Linked DNA regions of Bombyx mori: region 2 is linked to region 1. Evidence: chromatin contacts called from public Hi-C data. All regions are on one chromosome and are shown on one strand. Each heading gives the region's core, a stretch centred on a gene start, on an enhancer-like site or on the middle of the called end of the contact. The rest is flanking DNA. Distances are from core to core; before and after follow the strand shown.

The links. Hi-C and Micro-C count contacts between places; a contact is called where the count stands out from the background.
Region 2: a contact with region 1 is called in a Hi-C map of posterior silk gland, with 1.8 times the contacts expected there. The contact joins the enhancer-like site here to the promoter of LOC119629177 in region 1. A contact is called at or near these places in 4 of 7 Hi-C or Micro-C datasets (midgut, posterior silk gland, an unstated tissue and 1 more).

What each region holds. Positions count from the first base shown.
Region 1 is chr11:18,342,381-18,350,300 of ASM3026992v2, forward strand. LOC119629177 reads right to left here and starts at 2,681. Exons shown (of 4, transcript XM_038014209.2): 1 at 2,108-2,681; 2 at 1,516-1,691; 3 at 609-716. The coding sequence starts at 2,444. The region is part of intron 11 of LOC101737321 (pre-mRNA-splicing factor ATP-dependent RNA helicase PRP16); the gene reads left to right.
Region 2 is chr11:18,417,897-18,425,816 of ASM3026992v2, forward strand. LOC101737321 (pre-mRNA-splicing factor ATP-dependent RNA helicase PRP16) reads left to right here. Exons shown (of 21, transcript XM_038014207.2): 13 at 4,592-4,675; 14 at 5,707-5,857; 15 at 6,709-6,806; 16 at 7,220-7,447. Among protein-coding and RNA genes, the nearest start is that of LOC101737172, 22 kb to the right of the region's middle. Within about 2 kb of position 3,800, at least 6 of the 8 cell types and tissues checked have open chromatin away from gene starts, as enhancers often do.

The DNA.
Region 1 (7,920 bases), core at 1,431-3,930:
AAGGGTCCAAAGCGCCTCAAGAGTTACCATCAAAAGATGATAATCATAGGTGTTTTCGACGTCGTTAAGCTGATCTGTAAACAAAATTGTTCCTTTGTGCGATCTTTTTTTTTTACTTCTGTCCCAAGACCCCATGCAAGGCTGCGTGAACGATCGCCGGCCGTCCGGTACTCCCCTTAATTTCAATGGCCCTTACTTGGAGTTCACAACGAAGCAAACTTAAACAGGATAGGCGTGAACATACAGAAAGCTGGATGATTTGCGATGATCCATTTCGTCTCGCAATAAGTTTTACTCACGGAACAAATGAAAAGCTGTATTTCGTGTTTCGCGAAATTTAATTATCCGATCAAAGGAATGGACAGTTTTACAGTTCTTCCGTCAGTTGACTCGCAACGGCATGCATTCTCCTTAATATGAATTAAAAGAAATTGATAATTTATAAATACAGTAACGTGCAGATAATAAAAGCCGATGATGTGCAAGAACGTGTTCTTTGTGTATTACAAATGGCGCTGGTTCTCTATTTCCGCTAGTAGGTATGAACAGCTGGACTATGAAGAATTCTAGAACATCATCGAATGTTGCGTTATGTGGGTTTAAATTACCTGTCTCATGCGAGCTTCTTGCGGCGTCTCACCGTAACGGCACCAATGGACGAAATGCAGGGTATTATGCCAGTTTCTCTCGAATCTGGACTTAGTTGCCATATCCAACTGCAATCAGTAGAAGCTTCGCCTTAGTAGCCGTCCGAACGTTCAATTGTGCCCACAGTATGCATAAAACGAAAGCGACGATGCTTTCGTCATCTGAAATAAGATGGTTTCCAATGCTGACGAAGGCCTACGTTTTCGAAAAGAGAACTTGAAAGTTCCAGAAAATGTGCTGATAGACTTAAGGGCTCGGACTTGCGTGAAATTAAACAAAAACGCTGATAAGAAATTTATCGGATAGAATTCTCTAGAAAATATGGAAAAGGCATTGAAGCGTTAATATTTCATCGAACCCTTTTTTGTGTGAAGGAGGCAAACTAGATTTGCATTTAAAATGGAGTACGTTTACAGATAAAAAAATCTTCGCCGAACCAATTGCGAGTCACGTCTTCACGATCGAATTATCAACAATGTTTACTTCACAGTTTATGTATGTTTCATAAACATTAAGGCGTTTTTATAGTATCAACCGGTAGCGTTATTATAACACAACATTATGAAATCATTTAAAATTTTAACACGTGAATCTAAAGGTTGTGTTATGTCATTTCCTTCGAAACCAGTTTCCAATTAATGAGTTCCTTCTGAGGTTGCTTTGAAGATGTTTTAGCGTTTCAACATTGTTACAAACTTAAAGGCCACGTATGGACTTGGCATAGATTATCTTATCGTAAAAATTGACGCGACTCGTAAAATTAGGGGATTTTTTTAAGAATGTATTGACAAAGTGTTGATTTTTTTTTTGCATTGGTACGTATGCTAGTGTGGACTCATAGAGAACGATTTGGTTATAATTAATCACCTTAGATCTGATATCTTTTTCGCTGTTCGGTGTCTCCTGTTTGTCGTCCACGTTGTTGATGCGTATAACAGAGTCTTGCTTCCAGAATGCGCTTAACGTTGTTTTTATCACACGTTTTCTCACACCTTTCTGTTGAACCGTGTACACGTCTATCTGTTCGGGGTTCTTTGTTTTTTCTGTTGGAAAATTAGATAGCATTTGATTAAGGAACTAAATTAATTTTACAATCATTAACCGCGTTCAAATCAGTGCAAGGCACTATCCATTCATCGATATATCTTAAATAGACCGGACATATATTAACATTACATTTTAAATTCATCACACGCCGATATTAATGTAAACATTCAAGCGTAGGCGTAAACGTTTCTACATGAATTATTTACAAATGCTATTGTGTATGCGACCGGCGACGCGACGTGCGGCCATGACTGCACCATGCCAACTTTATTTAGTAAATCTTAGTCTCGCCTCGAGACTCGTATTGTACACACGTATGCATTGGCTATAACGCCCTCATTTCAATGTTTCGCAATTCGTAAATCAGTCAAAAGCGGTTCAATACTAATCTATGATCGAAAACTGTACACACCTTTACCCTTCTTCCACATGGCGACGGCGTACATATGGTAGTCTGGTGAGAGAGTCGAATCTGGCGGCAAAGGGTCTTGAGCTCGCACTTCGAGGATGAATCCTGATTCCAGAACAGCGCATAATATGTTCTGTTCATCGTGCTTAAACCACTTGGTCTCGCGGAGTTTGTGGATGGCCACCGAAGAACCAAAACGTGTCTTCTTGGGGGCGAAAAGTGCTTGAGCCTGGCTCCCGAATCTGGACAGTAGGCCCTTCACCGTCGGCTGCGGCGCTAGGGTCTTTTCGGGCGGCTTGATCTGCTGGAAACTCCGGCAAGTTACGAACCTCGCTTCCATTGAACCCACTCCTGTGACGAATTCAAAAACAATTCTCGAATTCGATAGTTTAGAAATTGTTCTTAATCTTCGCGACTCGTTCGCGGCAAATGTACTCTCACTTCTACAAATCACGTACAACAAGCAGCACTTTCACAATATTTGTGGCGCGTGGTATCGAGCGTATCGCAGTACTCGGTTACATGGAAGCTCACTAACGAAAAACGCGGCGCGCGTGTCGGCCCGCGCTTTATACTAGAGAGGGGGTGAACGCGGGATGAGGAGGTAAAGACGGTCCACACTAGTGCTGGGAACGTAACGTTCAACTCTGTTATTTCGCTTATCGTCCATGTACTATTGAAATTCGACAAATATTTTAATTCATGTTAACAAAATTTTGAGAATTAAAGTAGGTGAAAACAATAGTGTTACTGTACGTACGCAAAGATTTACCAGATGTACTACATAATTATGCCGATTTAACGTACAAAGAACAACCAAACCCGTGCATTTCCAAGAACATTTTTCAAAATTTAAAATATTTTTTGTAATTGAATATTAATATTAAATTCTTCCTTTATACTTAATGTTATTCGTTGACCTACATTAAGTACACGACTACATAAAAATGTGTCATCTATACGTTCCTACCCTATTTTACTGGTGCTAGGACTTCTTTCTTGTGAGTCCGCATGGGTAGGTACCACCGCCCTACCTATTTCTGCCGTGAAGCAGTAATGCGCTTCGGTTTGAAGGGTGGGGCAGCCGTTGTAACTATACCTAGACCTTAGAACTTATATCTCAAGGTGGGTGGCGCATTTACGTTGTAGAGGTTTATGGGCTCCAGTAACCACTTAACACCAGGCGGACTGTGGGCTCGTCCACAAATATAAGCAATAAAAAAAAAATTGAATTGATTATTCGCTTGGGGTCTCCACTTTTGTCCCATTAGTTAGACCGTTGTCGCTTTTTGCAGAATTAAGCAACGAAATTAATTATTAAATGTGATCCACATCACTACGATGCACCGAGGTTGACCTCACTCGGTGCTGAGCGCCACACCCCCCGCAGCACCCCTCCCCTCGAGTCCCCTCTCCCGCCATCGCCACTCGCGGTATGAAGGCGCCAGCCGGCAGCCAACCTGCGAAACAACATTTTTTGTACCGTTTTTATTGCGATACCGTAATAACAATTGATTATACATTGTTGTTTACATGTCGGAGAAACTTTTTCGTTCATTTTCGGTACTTGTAACGTTTCTGTTTCAAAAATGTCAAACTCATCCGTGTAAACTGTGGACACAACATTAAAATATAAAATAGCTAATATTATTATTAATCTGATATCACAAGTGGATTGTGTAGAAATATCGGAAAGTCATTAAAAACAAAAATCGTGATAGGAACCCTTTATAATTATGTTTACAATTAAATAACCTACATTAAGTAATTGAAAGCATACAAAAGAAAATAATCTTTCTTGCTTTCCCAAAACCTCAAATTCCAATAAAAACGTTATGTAGGTATTTTAATTTATTTAAATTACGCACGATTAACATCTTCCAAATGTAAAGATGCTCTTATTATAATCGTATCAGGGTTAACGTTTGTAAATTTGGCAGTAGGTACTGAAAATGTCTCTAATGGCGTCACCGACTTGCTATGGGTCGCGTCTTAGTAGTCAATGCGTTTCGGTTCGAAGGGTGGGGTAGCCGTTGTAACTATACTGGGATCTTAGAACTTATATCTCGAGGTGGGTGGCGCATTTACGTTGTAGATGTCTATGGGCTCCAGTAATCACTTAACACCAGATGGGCTGTGAGCTCGTTCATCCATCCAAGCAATAAAAAAAAAAAAGTTTCGACAGCTTGGGGTATTTCATGAATTTTACTACGCTTACTGACCAGCTTGATTTTAACCGCCAAGCAGATACGAGAAATTTCGATTTCATATATAGTCTTAATATCGACGACAAAAAAAAATATAACAATCACAACGAGGCGTGGCTGTTACATTAAAATAGTACAGAATAATAAGTTCGTGAATGCCATGGAAAACGTGTTTCGAATACCAGTTTTGTAATTGTCGATTCGGTTTTCAAAACTCGAATCTATCGAGCCGGCTAAGACTGACGCGGTGATTCATGCGATATTCTGTTTGCTCCGTGCAAGTTACGTACTAAGCCCATAGATTTTAATGACTCTCTCTGAAATTTAATCATGGTTTTAAATTATTATTATTATTTATTTTTTTCTTAGATGGTTGGACGAGCTCACAGCCCACCTGATGTTAAGTGGTTACTGGAGCCCATAGACATCTACAACGTAAATGCGCCACCCACCTTGAGATATAAGTTGTAAGGTCTCAGTATAGTTACAACGGCTGCCCCGCCCTTCAAACCGAAACGCATTACTGCTTCACGGCAGAAATAGGCAGGGCGGTGGTACCTACTCGCGCGGACTCACAACAGGTCCTACCACCAGTAAAAATTATTATTATTAATTACCAGTATTAATTGTGTTTACGTTATTTGCTTGGTTAAATTTCATTGATAATTATATTTGACGTGATTACCAGTGGTAGGGCGTCTTGTGAGCCCGCACGAGTAGGTATCACCACCTTGCCTAATTTCTGCCTCAAGCAGTACTCATATCTCGATGTGGATGGCGGCGTTTACGTTGCTGATGTCTATGGGCTCCAGTAACAATTAACACTAGGTTGACCGTGAGCTTTGCCACTAATCTAAGTAATGAAAAAATCCAATTTGCCAGTTTAATTTGCGCTCGTGTCGTTCGTGACATAATTGCGTCGCGCGTGCTTCTCATGCGAGATGCCACAAGCTCGCTGCCGAACCATCGATTGAAGTATGTTATCAATGTTTTATGTCATGTCATGCCGGCTTTACACGCTCGTTTCGTTGTCGCGTGTGGCTCTCGTCCGCTCTCGTCGCGTAGTCTCGACACGAGTCCATACCGTGTAGACGCTCGCTGAACTTTTTTATTTATTTTATTGCTTATTTGGGTGGACGAGCTGGTATTAAGTGGTTACCGGAGGCCGTAGACATCTACGACGTAAATGTCGCCACATATCTTGAGATATTTGAAGTCGTCGTGGCCTAAAGGATAAGACGTCCGGTGCATTCGTATCTAGCGATGCACCGGTGTTCGAATCCCGCTGGCGGGTACCAATTTTTCTAATAAATACGTACTCCACTAATGTTCACGATTGACTACCACGGTGAAGGAATAACATCGTGTAATAAAAATCAAACCCGCAAAATTATAATTTGCGTAATTACTGGTGGTAGGACCTCTTGTGAGTGCGCGCGGGTAGATGCCACCACCCTGTCTATTTCTGCCGTGAAGCAGTAATGAATATCGGTTTGAAGAGTGGGGCAGCCGTTGTAACTACACTGAAACCTATGCTACATTATTTAGAAGCGTATAATTATATGAATATTCTAATAATATGAATGTATTTGAATAAATAAACATTGATTTTGGTTTTAATACATACTTACTTCTAAACTTAAATTATCCGGACTTTCTAAAATCGAATTAAAATAATTTACTGATACGGTTCTCAGCCGCTTTCTAATATTATATTATAAAAGATTGGTGGTAATCATAGTATAAAATAACAATCTATATACAGTCAAACCTGGATAAGCGAGAGTTCAAGGGAGCACAATCTCATTCTCGCGTATAGAGGTTTCTCACTAACCCGAGTTTCTCGCTAATCGACCCTCTGAATTTCGTTTCGCGATTTTCCGGATTCAAACGCATTCACTATTTTAGTTCAAATCAGTAAGTATTTTAAGTAAATCACATAATGACAGTACTTTAATTTTCCGTTTTGACATGATGCAGAACAGAACATTCCTTCACAATTGGTTTTCGATAAACTATCCGACAAACAGGAAAGTACACAGGCACACGTGTCCATTCGAAAAGATTGCGATAAAATTATTTATATTAGATATTTAGTTCCACGAAATAGAACAGGTTCAATATTGAGGAAAAAACAATACAAGAGTCATAAAATAGCAGATCTTACATTTTTAATTTGTTTTGTCATTTGTTTCTCCTAAATACTATAAATAAATACAGCTCGACTGTCGCTTATAGAGGTATAGATAAGTAGCAGTCTCACTTACGGAGGTCCATGAGGGAAAAACGGCTGTCTCTTACAAAAGTTTCCGTTTCTCGCTAATAGAGGTTTTAGGAGCTTAAAATGACGGGTCCTGGCTATTACTCTCATTCTTTTCATTTTCTCACTTATCCAGTTCTCACTTACCCAGGTTTGACTGTATATAAAAATGAATTGCTGTTCGTTAGTCTCGCTAAAACTCGAGAACGGCTGGACTGATTCGGCTAATTTTGGTCTTGAATTATTTGTGGAACTCCAGAGAAGGTTTAAAAGGTAAATAAAGATAATAATATGAAAATGTTCGGAATTAAATAAAAATGTCAATTTTGTTTTTCCTTTGATGTGTCCCCCGTCGGATGGATTCCTTTTGTTTGTTTTAAGTTTATTTTATACAAAAGTTTAGATCTTTTATTTATCGATTGAGGCACGACGAAGTCTGCCGGGTCAGCTAGTAATAAAATAAAAAATAAGATATAAGGCATCAATACTTCAAAACAATTAAAGATTTTAAATAACGATAGCTTCGATTCATCAATATACGTATAAAAATGTGCACGACGGAGATTTTTAGACCTTCTGTTCTACAATCTTTAACATTTCTGAACTCTCAAGAGTTTATCGTCATTACGAATTGATCGACTGTAAATAGTTTACTTAAATAATAATAACTAAGCTAACTTATTTACATTCGATATTTCAACATCTAGGAAAGATTAACGTGTACAAATTTGGAGTTGGCAATCCGTGTTTTGGTCAAAATGCGTTATTGCTTTTTTTTCTACCTATGCTGATAGCCTTGAGAGGCTATATCAGCGTTACCGGACGAGTAGGTGAGCTCACGAGGCTCAAACCTTGCGAAGTTGCTAACACTAGCCATTAGCTACCCCACCGAATCGGAAACGCGACCCACTGAGAAGATCCGGTGAAAAACTCAGTGAATTCGTTGTTTTTTTTTTTTTTTTTTTCCTACCTAAGCTGATAGCCCTAGGGGCTATGTCAGCGTAACCCTAACTTTAGTAGGTGAGCTCACGGGGCTCAAACCTGATGACGTTGCTAACACGAACCCTAGCAAGAGCCGTGCTTCGCAGAATCTACCACCGGATCGGAAACGCGACCCACTGAGAAGATCCGTTGAGAAACTCAGTGAGTTCGTTGTTGCCAATACATCATGGCCGCATCAGATTACGTGCGTGTAAAAACAGCAAAGAAACTGGGAAGTTACTCATATGCATTTCACTGTACTATGTTTATCTCAACTTATCAGTCTGAATGAGTTTTATCTACTGTACCAAAGTCGTACATAGTTCTGAGACATGCGTTATCTTGTTGGTGTACTAATAATTATTTTA
Region 2 (7,920 bases), core at 2,550-5,049, 77 kb after region 1:
ACAATACGAGAAATAGTTCTATATTACGACAACACGATACACTACAGATTATTAACAAATTAACGAGACACAAAACAAACGACTAACAAATATATGAAAATACAATAATGAGAGAAACGCGCGATCAGTACGAGGCTTTGTGGCGGACTGCCGGCGCATGTACTAGCATGTCACACGAAATGCGCATAACGCATTTCGTGTGACATGCTAGTACGATTTTGGTCCCCATAATTTTCATACCCCGGGCCTATATATGTAAATCGATTCTAAAGGAGTAAACTCCAAAAAAAAAAGATAAAATCGGTTCAGTAATTTAGGAGTCCATCGCGGACAAACAACGTGACACGTAATCTATAAATATATTAAGATAAAGATGATGACCATACAACTGACCTAATGAAAAGCAGTCACAACAGTTATCTGTCGATAAATTGTTAATGTCAAAGTCAGAATAGGACCGCTGCTTACAAGTAAAGCGTGCTCATAAATACATAACCTTGCTTGAACAATATTTGAAAATGTATTGAAATGAGTTATTAATTGACTCAGCTTACAAAAGGTTGTGTTGTAACATGAATAAAATTATATTAAATTAATAATAAAACGATGTACTTGAAACAAAATTTGTATCTAGGTTATTTATTAATTTTGTGTTTGTACGATTCGATCGATTGACTCTAGTGGATTTGTCTACAATTGAATGAAGATATTTTTGGTGTAACAAAAATAAGACTATATTTTTTTTTACATTGCAAAACTAATTCTGTTAACAAAAATGTGTATATATCGACGCTTGAAAGGCAAACGTGACTAAGCGACAATAACTGCTTTGTACATAAATGATAGGCAATAACCATATACGATGCGCAAAAAATATATATATCTAGGTCTATTAAAATCATTTCAATCCTACAGCTACCTACTAGCTAGATTCTACTACAGCTAGATTCGTTAAAATAAATTTTGTTTTCAGGTATTTCAACTTTAAATAAGTCTACTGTAAAGTTCACGTATTGTCGCTTAGTCACGTTTGCCTTTCAAGCGTCTAATTATAAATATTTACACAAAATATGTAAATTTTTCGTCGTAATATTGGCAACACTGTACCGATCGATGTCAACGACCTACAGTCCCCGACCTACTAGAGAATGAATGGATCTAAAGCATTCCCTCCTTAAGTTACATTTATTGTCCAACTATTTAATGTACATATCTCTATAAATAAACATTCGAAAGATTTCAAATGCTTACGCCTTCGACCGAACTTCACTGGATATCTATAATCCTCATACATTATCAAAGTATAAAAACCGTCATGATAAAAATTCTCGTAGTAATCGTGACATGCACGAATATGTATCATCGATGTATGTAGATAAAATACCACAAAATACCACAAATACCACAAAGGACCTGATAGTAGAGATAAAAAAGAGTAAACATGTTACTCATGTCAAGTCGTCACGGTCTAATGGATAAGACGCCCGGTGTGCTTGTATCAAATGTTGCGCCAGCTTTACCAGGTTTTTTTTTATTGCTTAGATGGGTGGACGAGCTCACAGTCCACCTGGTGCTAAGCGGCTACTGGAGCCCATAGACATCTACAACGTAAATGCGCCACCCACCTTGATATATAAGTTCTGAGGTCTCAAGTATAGTTACAACGGCTGCGCCACCCTTCAAACTGAAACGCATTACTGCGTCACGTCAGAAACAGGCGGGGTGGTGGTACCTACCCGCGCGGACTCATAAGAGGTCCTACCACCAGTAAAAAACCGGGCGTTACCAGTACAACAATTCATCATCATCATCAGGTTGTATCTCTCTACTACTGAATGTAGGCCTCTCCCATAGTCCGCCACAATGAACGAAACAATTACTTCAGAAATAACTTTAACGTCGTGTAAGCTCAAATTGTAATTTGCGTAATTACTATACAATTGAGACAAGAATAGACTTGAAGGATAAATCCGAGTGCTGGCATTCTCGTTGTGGATGGACTTCGATAGCCAATTAACACTAGATAGACCTTTGAGGTCGTTCACCTTTATTTTATTGCCTTTGTAAGAAGACGAGCGTACGGCCCACCTGATGGTGAGTGTCGATGCACTAAAATAAAATAAAAAATCAAGAAATACTTGCATATCTATGACGAAATTGTATTCGTGAGCTTAAGCCGCAGATAGTGATTATTAAGTACGACTACACGACACTTTCTCCGGTACATTACGAAGGTATTATACAAATTTGGTAATCTGCCGCAATGGATTTACAGTCTTAATTGCATGGGTGACGGTTGTATTTACGTCTGGGATCTGCCGATCAGTGTTCCCATGTATATACTTATGCTCGCAAAACAATAATTTCATTTGAGATATATGTATGTACAAATTAAAGAACGTTGTTACAGCGTTTTAGTTACATAGACATTAAAACAACGAGAATTCTACCTTTCTTGATACCTGAGATCGAAATATAATTTATCTACAATAAGGGCTGGCCCAAACTAAGAAACTCAAACCCAGAAACAGGCAGGATGATAATACTTCCTGAGCGGACTTACAATACTGAATGCCACTGATGATTGCGCAAATTTTCTTTCATAATACCATGTCTTCATCGTGGAGGTTGGTCGTACCTGCCTGGTACATGCTTGAAGGATTTGAATATCGATATTTTTTTCAAAATTGTTTTCCGATTACCCCAATAGATTTGAAGCTTGAACTTCCTCCCATTTTGGATAGAAGAAACACATATGCGAGACGGATAGATGTTTCGTACAAATTTTGTCCAGATATAGAATTGCATTAAATAAAATCACATTCTCTCCCACACTTTGAAGACTAGTTTAACTGTCCAACTTTTTAGCAAACTTTAATAAAGGCACATAGTATATTTTTGAATCAATTAGCTATTACTGAATGATATACAATTTAAACAAGCTCACATAACTTCAATCCAAACAAAAGAGTCCTAATTTTAGTTAGCCATATGGGCGCGCCCTTCACACCTATCGATTTCATGGTCCTAATTAAATTTGTCATTCGCTTGGACCAACGGACGTTGACCCGCAGTTTGACATTATTGTACTTACAGGTGTACACCGTATAAAAAGGTGAACGGAAAATAATATAGAATTTATTATTGACGAACGGCAAGATGAGAAATTTGTCGAATAATGTGAAAATGCGACAAACGTATTAATGACATAGAATATTTCTGAAGATCTCGCTTTTACCGCATTAGGATTACGCTGAAATGTATAATATCAAATTGGCTCTTCCCTAAAAACGTTCTCAAAACGAGCACAAAGAGGATGATTGCAGCTCGAACTGAAAAATACTTTGTAAAAGCCGAGATCGATATAAATTTCGCTGCACAGTCTGTAGAGTTCAGTCTGGAGGCTGCGCAGTTCAAGGTTATCCCAAGAGCGCACCCTGCGACCTTGTTCAGTTCAAGACGCTAGACTATTCGTTCTTATATAAAAAAGAATCTACCCCGAGCACGGTCTTAACCTCTTCAGTTTACGGTTGATCTCCAATCATTTCAATTAGTTTAGTTTTCGTCCTCTAATTCACACTAAACAAATAGCTTTTTTCGGATATTAAAAAAGATGGATATCGTGATATCATTCAATATAAAGTAAAAATTATTGTATTTAAATAATAATTAGTAAATTCACGGTGCTTATGTTTTATGCTTATCTAATAAAAACACCGCAATCTTTTAATGTCTCAAATCAAAGCGTCCCCTAATGGACTTTAATATTTAGCGCAGTCGTATCTCCTCATAAACGTCAGAGATGCTACTGACGTCAGCTTATTCAATTGACGCGTCATACGATGTTGTTTTGTACGTATTGCAACTATTAATACGCGTTTCGTAAACATTTCAAAATGTTTGTTTTTATTCGGACATGACATGTCGTCAATGTAGAACCGTGTGCTTAGTGTGAGTTTTTTAACGTCCTCGATAGCGAAAAAGTTAACTAAAATGTGTATGTAATTGGAACAGCGCCCCTAGCGGCAAACATAGGCAAATGTTCCAACTCTATACAGATTTGAGTTAACTTTCACGCTATCGAGAACGTCAAAAAGCTCGCACTAATAAGCACACCGGACAGATCGTATTTTACAAAATTACCGGGTACTTTTTTTTAGGTAACGCAATTAAGTATGACCGGAATATTAGGTCGGAACACATAGAAGTCACAATGTGCAAACCGCCACTCAACTTCAGACGTATCGTCGGATTTGATTGTATCAGCTAATCCCACCTTAAATCTACAAAGCATGATTGCTCAGTGGCAGTAGTGAACAGAGTTGTGGCACGTATCCGTGCGGGCTCCTAAAATGCCTAGTACATTTTCTAGTACATACATTTTTTTTAGTTTAACTTGGTTGTACAAAGGACTTAGGGAAATCAACACAAATTATTGACGAACACATTTATATATTTTTCTTTAATTTATATATCGTATATATGTAAGCTCGAGAAAATCACTATAAATTAAAAAACAGAATTATAATTTTTCCACTTAAACGAGCTATTGTAAAAGTTTATTTTTTCATACTCTCATTTTCACTTTTAGGCTTTACAAATTCATCTGCAGCCAGACGAGGGCGACATTCTGATATTCATGCCAGGCCAGGAAGACATCGAAGTTACGTGCGAGGTAAATACGTTAAAATTTAATCAATATACCTACAAATGGGACAGGTACAAACAGGTGATAATCGGAAAGCGAATAAAAATTACTGTTCGAAATTACCGCAGATATTTTAACGTCGTGTCGTCATTTGGTGCTAAAAAATAAATAAATAAACGAAGAGTTACATAACCATAGATGAAATAAATATACATACCGAATAGCCACAATTGACGTCACGCGTCGTTTTAGCTTGACGTCAAACAATATCAAACCCATAAGACTTTTATTAAGTTATTTAAAAATGGTTACAATGTGTTCGTAATAAGAGAGAGAGAGAGAGAGTGTGTGAATGCTTTATTTATTGTATACAAAATAAATAAAAATCCTTAACATTAAATACAAAAAAGTACAATGGGCGGTATTATGGCTAAGAGAGATCTTTTCCAGACAACCATCAGATGGACAAGAATCACTTTAGACGAACGAATTACACGCGGTATAAGCTAAGTATTTAGTGTTCAAATCAGTTGCTATTCCTATTAGTACCACAAAGCTGAGGTGTGTGCCGCAGGAGGGGTACAATAAACCTGCTCGTTCAAAGCGATTTAGTATTCACGTAGTTACATCTATCGGATCCGATACTATTGTTACGCCGTTAAGAGTAACGCCATCTATCGCCGAATAGTCGAACGAATATCGGAGGATCTAGTAGTGTCTAGAACGCTCGAGAAGTACAACTCCATCTATTGTAAGATAGCGGAAACACACAATACTTGCAGAGATGGCACGCAGTCAGTCAGTAATCGTAGCTACTCGAAGCGAAATAGTGAATGGATCACCTGAAGCGAAGCGGAAGAGGCGAATTGAGAATTTTAAAGTGTTTTATGTGTTGAATACAGTGTTAACTTGTACTTTGGTGGAACCATTTATTTATCCCGAACCCCAGCGCGTAACACTATTTAACATTTAGGGCCGTGTGATCTTCTATTTATTGACGACAGAAAATAAATCTACTTATTTTTTACTCTTGACTTGTTTTACTTTACTTTTGTTAGGTATTAACAGAGAGACTGGGCGATTTAGACAACGCGCCCCCCCTGACCGTCCTGCCGATATACTCTCAGCTCCCCGCTGACTTGCAGGCGAAGATATTCCAGCGAGCGCCGCCCGGACAGAGGAAATGTATCGTCGCCACCAATATAGCAGGTAAAAGACGATCGAATCGAAATCGATTCGGATAATTCGTGTCACTCTAGATCGAATCGTATGCCCTTGCTGCTTACCGGAGTGGCAATTCATGTCACTTAGATCGAATCGTATGCCCTTGCTGCTTACCGGAATGGCTATTCATGTCACTTAGATCGAATCGTATGCCCTTGCTGCTTACCGGAGTGGCTATCGTGTATATGTCTTGGCGTGAATGTGGCCTGCTTTCTTGAGGTTCTACAAACCGAAATCCACGATAGCGCTATCTATGGCTGAAAGACCGTTTGATCCTTCGATTTTGAATTGCCTTTTAGATGCCATAGTAGGCATTATATGGTTGGGAATATCACGTCAACGTATTCTCCTGAATGCGGACCCACTTTTTTTAAAGGTATTCTATGACCTGGTAACTACGACCTTTCAAGTCAAGTCTTATTTTAATTTATATTCTTTTTTATGAAAAATGATAATATGAAGTGAAATGAAATGAGATGAGATGATATGGTATGAAATATAATCTCAGTAAAATGGTGGCCATTTACTGAGACTTTTTCAGTGGACTTTTTGGAGGATCCCGAGAAGTTACGTTCAGCGGCTCTGTTTGATTTTCCCACATTTGTGCACTTTCACAGATACTTACTAAACAGTTAATAAACCACAGTTATTACACATTTAAAACTGAAGAGACACTAAATGGACAAAATAAAACAAATCACACTTCACTCCTTGCGTTCCCGCCAAAAAGTCTGAATGCGGATGCTGAATGCGGACCCAGAACTCACAAAAACCACAAACACACACATGCCCTCACACGTGCACATATAAATCACACTCTGTCTCTGTCATTACAGAAACGTCACTGACCGTGGACGGGATCATGTACGTCATAGACTGCGGATATTGCAAGCTGAAAGTTTACAACCCGAGGATCGGTATGGACGCTTTGCAGGTACGAAGTTCAAATGTTATAACAGGTCTAACAGTCGATTTAATTTGACTGGGACCATCGACACCGCGAGGCTTGAAAGAGAGATCTCAGCGGCTGAATTTCAACCAGTCAATAAATGCACCACGTGATATTATTACACGGTATTTCCTTCGGTTCTCGCGAATCGTTAACAAATTTAACCTACTTTTACTGTTTGACGTCGCCTTCTTTATTGTCATTAGATTTGTTATTTTAGAATATTTGAAAGCTTGCGTGATCGCGGACCGTTGACGTATTTGTTATTTGTCGACATTGAAAATTATGGTAACTACCGTCTATTTTTCTATAAAAAAATTATTGTTACACGATAAAATGAATTATAAAAGTCTAGAAATTATATATTAATATTAGGTGTTATAATTTCCTGTTAACAGATATATCCGGTTAGCCAGGCCAACGCCCGGCAGCGGGCGGGCCGAGCCGGGCGTACCGGCCCGGGCAAGGCCTTCTGTCTGTACACGCAGCGGCAGTACCAGCACGAGCTGCTGGCGTCCACTGTGCCGGAGATACAGAGGACGAACCTGGCCAACACCGTGCTGTTGCTCAAGTCCTTGGGCGTTGAAGACCTACTGGCTTTCCACTTCATGGATCCCCCTCCACAGGTAAGTAGATGTAATAGTAGACGTCCTAATATATTCCCTCAGGTTGAGCCCGTTAGATCACCTACCCGTCCGGGCGTAGCTGGAATAGCCTCTTACGCTACCAACGATTACGTAGGGGACTCAAATGTTCTAAATAAACTACAAACGAACCCGCTTGAAGGGTGTTTTAAAGGATTGTACAGACTGGTGCTAGATCGCATCAATCTTGAGTTTTGGTTGGACGTTAGGATCTTATTGTGTTAGGTAGATGGTCTTAGAGACTGTGTGGTGCCGGCCTAGTATAGTATCATGCCGTGGGTTGTACTGCGACTATAAGATTCAAAGGAGATGGGGAGCAGCGTTCTCTGAGTATTATATCAGTGCTCTGCGATACCCAACAATCATATACTACATCTTTACCAACAAGCATTTACTGGTGGTAGGACCTCTTGTTTACTGGTGGTAGGACCTCTTGTTTACTGGTGGTAGGACCT